Linked DNA regions of Arachis hypogaea: region 2 is linked to region 1. The links are chromatin contacts, called in public Hi-C maps. All regions are on one chromosome and are shown on one strand. The core of a region is the stretch at or near the end of the contact, and the rest is flanking DNA. Distances in the headings are between cores, read along the strand shown. Region 1 has its middle 21 kb from the start of LOC140175251. Region 2 holds the start of LOC112712659 (phosphatidylinositol N-acetylglucosaminyltransferase subunit A).

Region 1 (4,655 bases), core at 1,805-4,304:
AATTATTAGACACATCTACGAACACACTTCCATGAAACACAAATATAAATAAGAGTTGGCAGAAGTTGGCAGATAATATGTTGGTACTCTATACTTTTCCTTTAGAAAAATAGATCTGTTATAAAAAAATAGAAGAGTGCTAGGGGCCAACAGATTTTATGAGTTATAGCCATCAATTAGTCATCAATAATATATTTAATAGTGTGAGATTTCATTTAATGGTGAATAATCACTCATTTTTGTTTTGCTGGCTAAGTACTGGTCAAATTTTAACAAATCTGTTGATCCCTAGACTTTTCCTTCTTTTATTTTCTCTTTCAGCCACTTATGTGACTCTTGTTTGTGCACATAACTATTTCAATTTTAATTTAATTAGCTAAGGTTGTTTTGTTTTGAAACTGAGAATAATAGAATTGTAATTTTAATTTAATTAGCTAAGGTCTGATATAATAATGTAAATTTTTTCCTTCTGGTATTGCATCTTTTGTTGATTAAGCATGAAAACAAATATTTGTTTAAAAATAAATTTAGATTTTTTTATTGGATTTAATCTTTGATTTCAGCTAAATCAAGTGCTATATATTGTTCTCTTACAAAAGTATTTATTAGTTGGATTCACGTCTAAGCCACTTTTACCTATTTTCTTGGTGCCGGATCTTTTTTACCTGATTTTTTGTGAAACATGTGATAACCAAGCAAATTGAAGGTGAATTTAAATTGGTCATCATCACGCTAGTTAAAGAGAATTTTTCAGCTTTTCACATCTCTTTTGGACTTTATTATGGTATCAATTTGTATGTTAAATATTGTTTCCAAGTATAACTAATAAGGTTGATTAAAATTGGTTATTATTCGACTAATTAATTAATTTTTTTCCGCTTTCACATCTCAATATGACTTTCGTGTATGGACGTATGGTAAATATTCACTTTTCTCTTACATTATTACACTATTACCTATATATCAGTATGAATATTGAGTAATGCAGCTTATTTGATACAGAACACTACTTAAACAACTCACGAAAGATATTCGTGACCTGATTAATCTAATTTTAAAATTGGCAGAATGAATTTAAGAATGTTATGAAAAAAATTATGTAAAAGGTGTAAGAAAAAGGAAGTAGTACACCAAATAAAATAGATGTGTGGTGTAAAATAGCTGGAGCTAAAAGAAAAAAAATTTATGGATTTAGAATAGAATTTATTGTAATGGAGAAAAAGTCTAATTATCGTAGTTTTAAGTCATCTGATTGATTGAGAAGATTAAAATATAAAAAAATAATTAAAAAAATGCAAGAGAAAAATGATGATTTGAAAATTAGATTGGAAAAGACAGGAAAAGGATTTGAACTTAATAATTGTTTACTTTAACCAATAATAAAAAAAGTTAATTTTAAAATTTTGAGTTCATAACCACAAAGTGAAAAAATAAATACAAGAAAGGACAAAGATGGTGAACATACCTCTAAAAAATGATTATGCCATTGTAATTATAATTTTAGTTGGTGATTAAAGACTTTAAGGTAGCGTTTGGAAGAGAAATAGAGATTGAGAGACTGAAATTGAGAGACAGATATTGAAATAAGTCTCAGTATTATGTTCGGTATAAGTGGGAGACAGAGATTGAAATAAGAATAAAATTTTAATTTAATTTGTACAAAAGATAAAGTTAGAATTAATTAATTGAAATGTGGATATTTTAGGTATAAAATATTATTAAAGTTTTAATTTTTAAAAGTACTAAAATACTAAAATTTTAGAGATAGAGACTGAAATTTTAATACAAATCTCTAAGTCAACAAACATAATACTGAGTTCTATTCTCCCAATTTCTGTCCTAATATCTCAAAACAAATGTTACCTAAATGATGTGATTAGTAATTAGAGACATTAAAATGATGTAATTAGTTTTAAAAGCAATACTTTTATAAATCTATGTTCGATGATTTTTATATTTTGTTAAATTATAATTGTATATAAAAATCAGAGTTTAAAAATAATAGATGTAAAATTTAGTAAAAAAAAATAGATAAATAGAAAATTAGGATCAGCGATCGATTTAGCTACCATAAAGCCTGGTCGTTATCAGCAATAGAAAATTTGGTTACTAATGGTTGGTCACTAATTAGCGACCGATTTTGCGACAGAAAATTCAGTCACCATTTAGCAACCAATTTGGTTAACGATTGATTGTGTTTGATGAGGATTTAGTAGTTTTAATTGAAAATTGGTCACTGTTTCAAATTTAGCGACCAAGATTTTGGCAACTGCGAAAATCAGTCAGTAGTAACATTTTTTCTTCTCAATGTCCTTTTTGTCAAAAAATCGCAAATCTTTTTAAAGGAAAAGTTTTTATATTGGTAATCATTGTGGTGAATCAATTTTATTTATGTACTAAAATCAAATATTATTAGCTGTTAAATATGTTAATTGTTCGTTTCAAATTTAAAAATAGGATAAAATTAAACTTATTTAAAAATTTTTATGATTGAAATAGGATGTTCGATACTTTTTAAGACAAAAATAAGACATTTAAAATATTAGAGACCGAATTAAAATTTGATCCAAACATTAAACACGATTAAAATAATAGTATATCCTAAGTAATATATCTTACTTATTTTTAGCGAATATTTTTTAATATGTTTTCTACTATTTTTTAGATTATATTTAAACTTTTATATACATAACAATAAGATATAATTATAATTAAATAATAACAATTATGCTAATTTGTTATATAAAAATAAAATATTTTAAACTTTTACATTATAAATTTTTTTATACCATATCATAAAATAAAAAAAAAAGCATAGAGAGCCAAGTGTCCACTAGAATTTAAATTATTTTATTAAATTCATAATTTGATTAATTGACATCAATGACATGTTTAAATAAAATCTACTCTAATTTATTTTCACTTCCACTCATCATTCATCATACAAAATTACAAATCCTAATCCCTCTTTCTAATACCCCACGCTGCTGCGGTTTTGTCCTTGCGCCGCTAGCTTCGTCGTAGCACCGTACTCGCACACCATCGCCGGTCATCCTTGCATCCTTCTTCGCCACCTCATCTGCCATTTGTGCAGGAAAGACAGCCACTATCGCGCTTCTACTTCACCCTCCTCGCGTCCCATCGCAACTCCCCATCGCTTGCCCGACGCACCCTTGCCGCTCGCGACTCCCCATTATTCGCCACTCGCACCCCACGACTCTCCATCCGTCGCGACGCAGCCACCACCAGGTCTCCATTCACGATGCGCGATCAACTACTCCGATCTATAGCGACTCCTCCACTCATCACAACACGCCACCGCGAGTCCCCACTGTCCACGCAACGCCATCCAAGACGTCGTCGCCGGCCACCGTACGGCTCTTCTCCTCCTCCTCCTATTTGGTTTTGAATGATTTTTTTAACTAGTTTTTTATGTTTCTTTTTTCTACATTTCAGATGATTTTTTTTATTAGTTTTAGATAATTCTTTTTCCTAATTTTGTATGTTTTTTTAGGATTTGGATGATTTTTTATTTTATGTTTTGGAGTTTTGAAATTTTTTTTAAAAGAGGAATTAATATTTGTGTAATAAATAGTAAAAGGTGAATTAAAGTAAGAAGAGGCAATTAATAATCATTAATTTTGTATCTTTTAAAAAAAATTAAATAACCATTAGTTAATAACAATTAATGTTATTAATTAATATAAAATATAATTCAAAAATATTTGTTGAGTTATTGTTAACTAGACCTTCTTAATTTTTTTGTGGGATTGATTCTTTCCTCCTGGCATTGCATCTTGTGTTGATTAAGCATGAAAACAAATATTTGTTTAAAAAATAAATTTAGATTTTTTTATTGGATTTAATCTTTGATTTCAGCTAAATCAAGTGCTATATATTATTCTCTTACAAAAGTATTTATTAGTTGGATTCATGTCTAAGCCATTTTTACCTATTTTCTTGGTGCCGGATCTTTTTTACCTGCATTTTTTGTGAAACATGTGATAACCAAGCAAATTGAAGGTGAATTTAAATTGGTCATCATTACACTAGTGTTAAAGAGAATTTTTCAGCTTTTCACATCTCTCGGACTTTATTATGGTATCAATTTGTATGTCAAATATTGTTTCCAAGTATAACTTGATTGAGAAGATCAAAACATGAAAAAATAATTAAAAAATGCAAGAGGAAAATGATGATTTAATTATTAGATTGGAAAAGACAGGAAAAGGATTTGAACTTAATAACTGTTTATTTTAACCAATAATAAAAAAAATTAATTTTAAAATTTTGAGTTCATAACTACAAAGTGAAAAAATAAATACAAGAAAGGACAAAGATGGTGAACATACCTCAAAAAAATGATTATGTCATTGTAATTATAATTTTAGTTAGTGTTTAAAGATTTTAAGGTAGCGTTTGAAAGAGAGATAGAGATTGAAATAAATCTTAGTATTATGTTCGGTGTAAATGGGAGACAGAAATTGAAACAAAAATAAAACTCTAATTTAATTTATACAAAAGATAAAGTTGGAATTAATTAATTGAAATAGGGTATTTTAGGTATAAAATGTTATTAAAGTTTCAGTTTTTTGAGGTACTAAAATACTAAAATTTTAGAGATAAAGACTGAAATTTTAATACCAGTCTCTGAG
Region 2 (4,435 bases), core at 707-3,206, 43 kb after region 1:
CAAATTTCAAATTCAAAACACTGATCACAAATTAATTAATTTCAGATTCAAAAATCACAAATCACTCATCAGACATTCAAAATCAAATTCATAACACTGAAACAGCTCAAAATAAAAAACAAATTTCTTGATTTTAGCTAAGTAATTTTTGGTAGAAAGACTCGGTTTCTTCACACTTTTTAGCTTATTCTTGAATTGTCTCAATTTTGTTTTGTTTGAACTTTGAAGCAATGAAGTGCTGCTACAACTTGAATATTTGACTAAATGCTTAAAAGACTGAATAACAAAAGACTAATACACAAGTTTAAAAAAAAAATTGAAAAGCTGATTGAAACAGGGGAAAAAGAAATCCAAGGGTCACTTTCGCTCTCATCCAAGGCTGTGCTGGATTGGAAACAACCAAAAAAACTGAAGCAGCTTAGGGGTTTTTTGGGTTTGACCAAGGTTGCGAGAACCGGACTGGTCAAGTAACTGGTTCATTGGTTCAATGGTTCAACCGAGGTCGAACCGTGGTTGAACCGGTTTAGTTAAATATAACATAAAATTATTAAAAATTCAAAGTGGCATATATTGTGAGATAAGGTGCAGAGCAATTAAAGCATTGTATGAATTAAAATTGGTCGAAGCTTGGTTCTTTCATTTAAGTTTCTCAATCTTCATGTATATATAACACATTAGCAACTTCTAAGCTTGGTCAAACAATATCAGTTCCTGATATAACAGAAGATAATGATCCATTATAGGCTACCTAAATTTGAGGCCACAAATTTTAGTATGGTGCAGGGAGAAAAAGAAATCAGTATAGTCTTCAATTTGAACTAGAAGAAGCAATTCCACAGCACAGTAAGAAGCTCAGAATACACAAAAACTGAACAATTAAATTAACTAAACAAAAAAAAAACACAATATAAAAGCATGAATAACCTTTATAAATTAGGTTTCCATTCCTGAATTTTCCATTTTCATAAATTAGGTAATCTTTTTGTTCTTTACTTCTTAACTTCATTCTCTTTTTCTATGAATAAACTACTCCTTGTTTGAACTTCATCCAACCATTATTTTAAAGCTATATAGTAAATCCAATGCAGAATTGTAGCAATGTTTCTCTTTTGAATCAATGACAGCAAAATAACAATTTACCAAAATAACAAGTAAAACAGATTGGATTTATAACCCAATCTGGCAATCTCAGTAGAATTAATTCAATATCAATCTCAGCAAATATAATCTCAGCATAATTAATAAATTAAACTTAAAAAAAGTAAATTTATAACTCAATCTTAGCAGAATTAATTCAACATCAACTGACTGAATTCAAATAAAACTTCAGAAAATGAATATCTCAAAACTCAGCAGAATCATCAATAATATATCATATGTATATTCAGAACAAAATAAAGAAGAAAACAATGTAATACAATTACAACAAATTGAACATTATTGAAGAGGATAAAGGGGAGGTTTTACGTTATCTGGATTGCCAGCGAAGGAGAGGAAAAGACAGCATAGAGCCAGCGAGATAGAGAAATTCAAATTGGGAATTTTAGTAACGTGAAACAGATAAGCGACGACAGTGAGACACGGAGCAGAGAGGCAGCGACGACAAGACTGGCGGGGAGACGAGAAGGGGACACAGAAAAAAACGACGAGGAGGTGAGAAGAAGAAACGACACGGCAAGGAGGGGAGAAGCAGTGACGACCCACGGCGAGGATTGGAGAAGCGGCAACGACCAACGATGAAGAGCAAAGAAGCAGCGACAAAGAGAGCTCGAACAGAAAAACGGCGATGCCAACAACAGCCCCGAACCGACCTTAGCTTCTGGCGACGCGAGGAGAAGAGCAGAATGAAAGGGGAGATGGTGATGGTGGCTCTGATAGGGTTTCGCCGTTTAGGAGAATCTAGGGTTGGTGAGGGTGTTTGTTAGAGAAAGAAAGGGGATAACTCAGCATTGGGTTTTTGTTTTTTCTCTGGAATCAAAACGGCGCCGTTTTGATTGTTGGATCAGCGAACCGGGACTTGAAAAAACCCGGCCGGTTCACTCGGTTTGCCGATTAACCACCGGTTCATCCGGTTTTTAAATCGGTTTTTTGCATAACAGTTCTAAAGACAAATCGGACCGGTCAAATGACTGGTTCCCGGTTAATTCGGTCAAACCGGCCAATCCGTTCCGGTTTTCAGAACCTTGGGTTTGACAGCTCAAACTCAAAAACAAATTCACTAACCTTCCACCGACAGCAGGATGACGACGGCTACTAGACGGCGCAGCAGCTGGAAGCCTTGAACACCGAAGTCACCGACGAAGACTGGACGACGTGCCGAGCTAGAAAGCCTAGAAGAGAAGGTCTGACCGCATAGATTTGGAACAGGGGAAAGAGGAGGATTGAGAAGTAGAAAGCGGATGAAAGACTGCGGCGAGTAGGAGGATTGAGAAGTAGACAGCGGCGCAGCAGAGAAGTGGATGACGGCTTGATCGAGAGGAGGAGGAAACGGCGACACTTGTGATGATTCTTCCTCTATGTGAGCGCGACGGCGGCGAAAGAGAGCACCTTCGAAGCTAGAAGCCTTGAACATAACACAAAAGAAGGAGACACCGATAGAAGGAGCACCTTCGAATGGGACAGTGGCTGCGGTGAAATAGAGCTAGCGCCAGCGGGACCGTGGCAGCGCGAAAGGGAGGGACTGAGCTCGCCGGCGTTGAGAGGAACGGCTAGCTCGAGGGTGATGGGAGGGACGAGGGAGCGTGTGCTGCTGCGCCGTTGGAGATTTGGAGTGGGTTAGGGTTGGTAACGCAAGAGTTGGGGAGGGGGTTACTGAAAGCTAAACGCGCATTTTGAGTGTTTTTGGGCCAAGCAAAAAATCGGCCGGGTCTCGGTTCGGTTCGACTGACTGGTTACCGGCCGGTTTAGCGGTTCAACAACGGTTTTTATTTTTTTCGGTTTTGGCATAAAACCGAATCGTAATTCTCACCGGTTCACGGTTCGAACCGGTTTTTAGAACATTGCTCCTACTTGTATATTTGTTGTGGAACTTTCATCCAGGTGTCAGCCTCACTAATTTTAGGAATAAAGAAAAAGGAAAAGAAAAGGTAAACCGTAGGGCTCCTTTTCTCTATCTGGCCTGCTTCCTCCCACTCTCTCTTTGATCTGCTCCGTTGCTCTCCGAGCTGCGCCGGCATTCCTTCTTCGCCGTAGCACCCTACCGCACCGACAATATTGACACTTCTCTCTCTGGTCTGCTTCGTCGCACTTCATGTCGCCCCGGCTTTCCAAAAATGGCGACGGCGAACACTTTCCATTTGTTAGATGACGACGCCGAGGACCCTTCACATAAAATCGCCGCGGCGGCACTGACGTCTCCACCCAAGAAGGGTTCAGCTGCGGCGGCTCAGCAGCAGAAGCAGCAAACTCAGTTGCCTTCTCAGGCTGGTGAGCATTCTATTTTGATTGATTCATTAGTTTATTCCTTTTTTCACTTCTCTTTTTGTGTTGTTTGATTTAATTTTTCATATTTTTTTGTTTTGGTTGAAACTGTTGGGCTTTTCATTTGACATGTTGGCTTTTATTGATGGGTTTCAATAGTGAACTCAGATTTATATGTTCGGTGTTTTTTTTTTGTTGACGTTCTATATAAATTCATAAATTGCCACCAATGAGGCATAACTCACACGGTATTCCGCCCCCTCCCCATCTCAAAGGTCTCGTGTTTAGGGTTTAAGGTTTAGGGTTTAGGGTCTAAGGTCTAGGGTCTAGGGGCTAGGGGCTAGGGTCTAGGGTCTAGTGCCTATGGGTCTATGGGCTTAGGGGTTTAGGTGTTTAGGTGCTTAGGGGCTTAGGGGTTTAGGGTTTAGGGATTTAGGAGTTAGGAGTTAGGGGTTAGGGTTTAGGGTTTTAAGGGTTTAGGGGTTAGGGTTTAGGGTCTAGGGGTTTGGGATTTGGGGTTTAGGGGTTTGGGTTTAGGGTTTAGGGTTTAATTTAGTTTCAAAGTAAATATTTAAGTATTCAAATCTCGAATATAATACTCTACATAATCAATATTTTAGAAAATAAAAAAAAAAATATTGCAAAGTAATTAAAAAATAACAAAATATTTATGAAATTTTCATTCAATCATTGATAGTCAAAGACATATAAAAAAACATAAAAACAGATATCAAATAAAAAGAAACGATTTTCTTTCTGCATCTAATTGATAAGACAAAAAATTTTATTTTTTTACATTAAATTAATAAAAACAAAAGGTGATATAATACTATTTTTATATGTCAAAAGTTGGGAAGAAATTAAAAAGGCAGAGAAATGACTTAAAATAAAGATTAGATATAAAAGTAATATTTAGATATACAAAACATATATTTTTTTCAAGGTAAGATGTTCTGAAAAATTAATAATATTTTGAGTAACTTAATTAATTATAGTAATATATATTAAAAATCTG

The links. Hi-C and Micro-C count contacts between places; a contact is called where the count stands out from the background.
Region 2: a contact with region 1 is called in a Hi-C map of leaf, with 2.9 times the contacts expected there. The contact joins the promoter of LOC112712659 here to the enhancer-like site in region 1. A contact is called at or near these places in 2 of 8 Hi-C or Micro-C datasets (leaf and an unstated tissue).

What each region holds. Positions count from the first base shown.
Region 1 is chr9:119,593,782-119,598,436 of arahy.Tifrunner.gnm2.J5K5, forward strand. No RefSeq gene overlaps it. Among protein-coding and RNA genes, the nearest start is that of LOC140175251, 21 kb to the left of the region's middle. Within about 2 kb of position 3,055, at least 1 of the 3 cell types and tissues checked has open chromatin away from gene starts, as enhancers often do.
Region 2 is chr9:119,638,344-119,642,778 of arahy.Tifrunner.gnm2.J5K5, forward strand. It overlaps LOC112712659 (phosphatidylinositol N-acetylglucosaminyltransferase subunit A), which reads right to left and starts at 1,957. Exons shown (of 8, transcript XM_072203720.1): 1 at 1-1,957.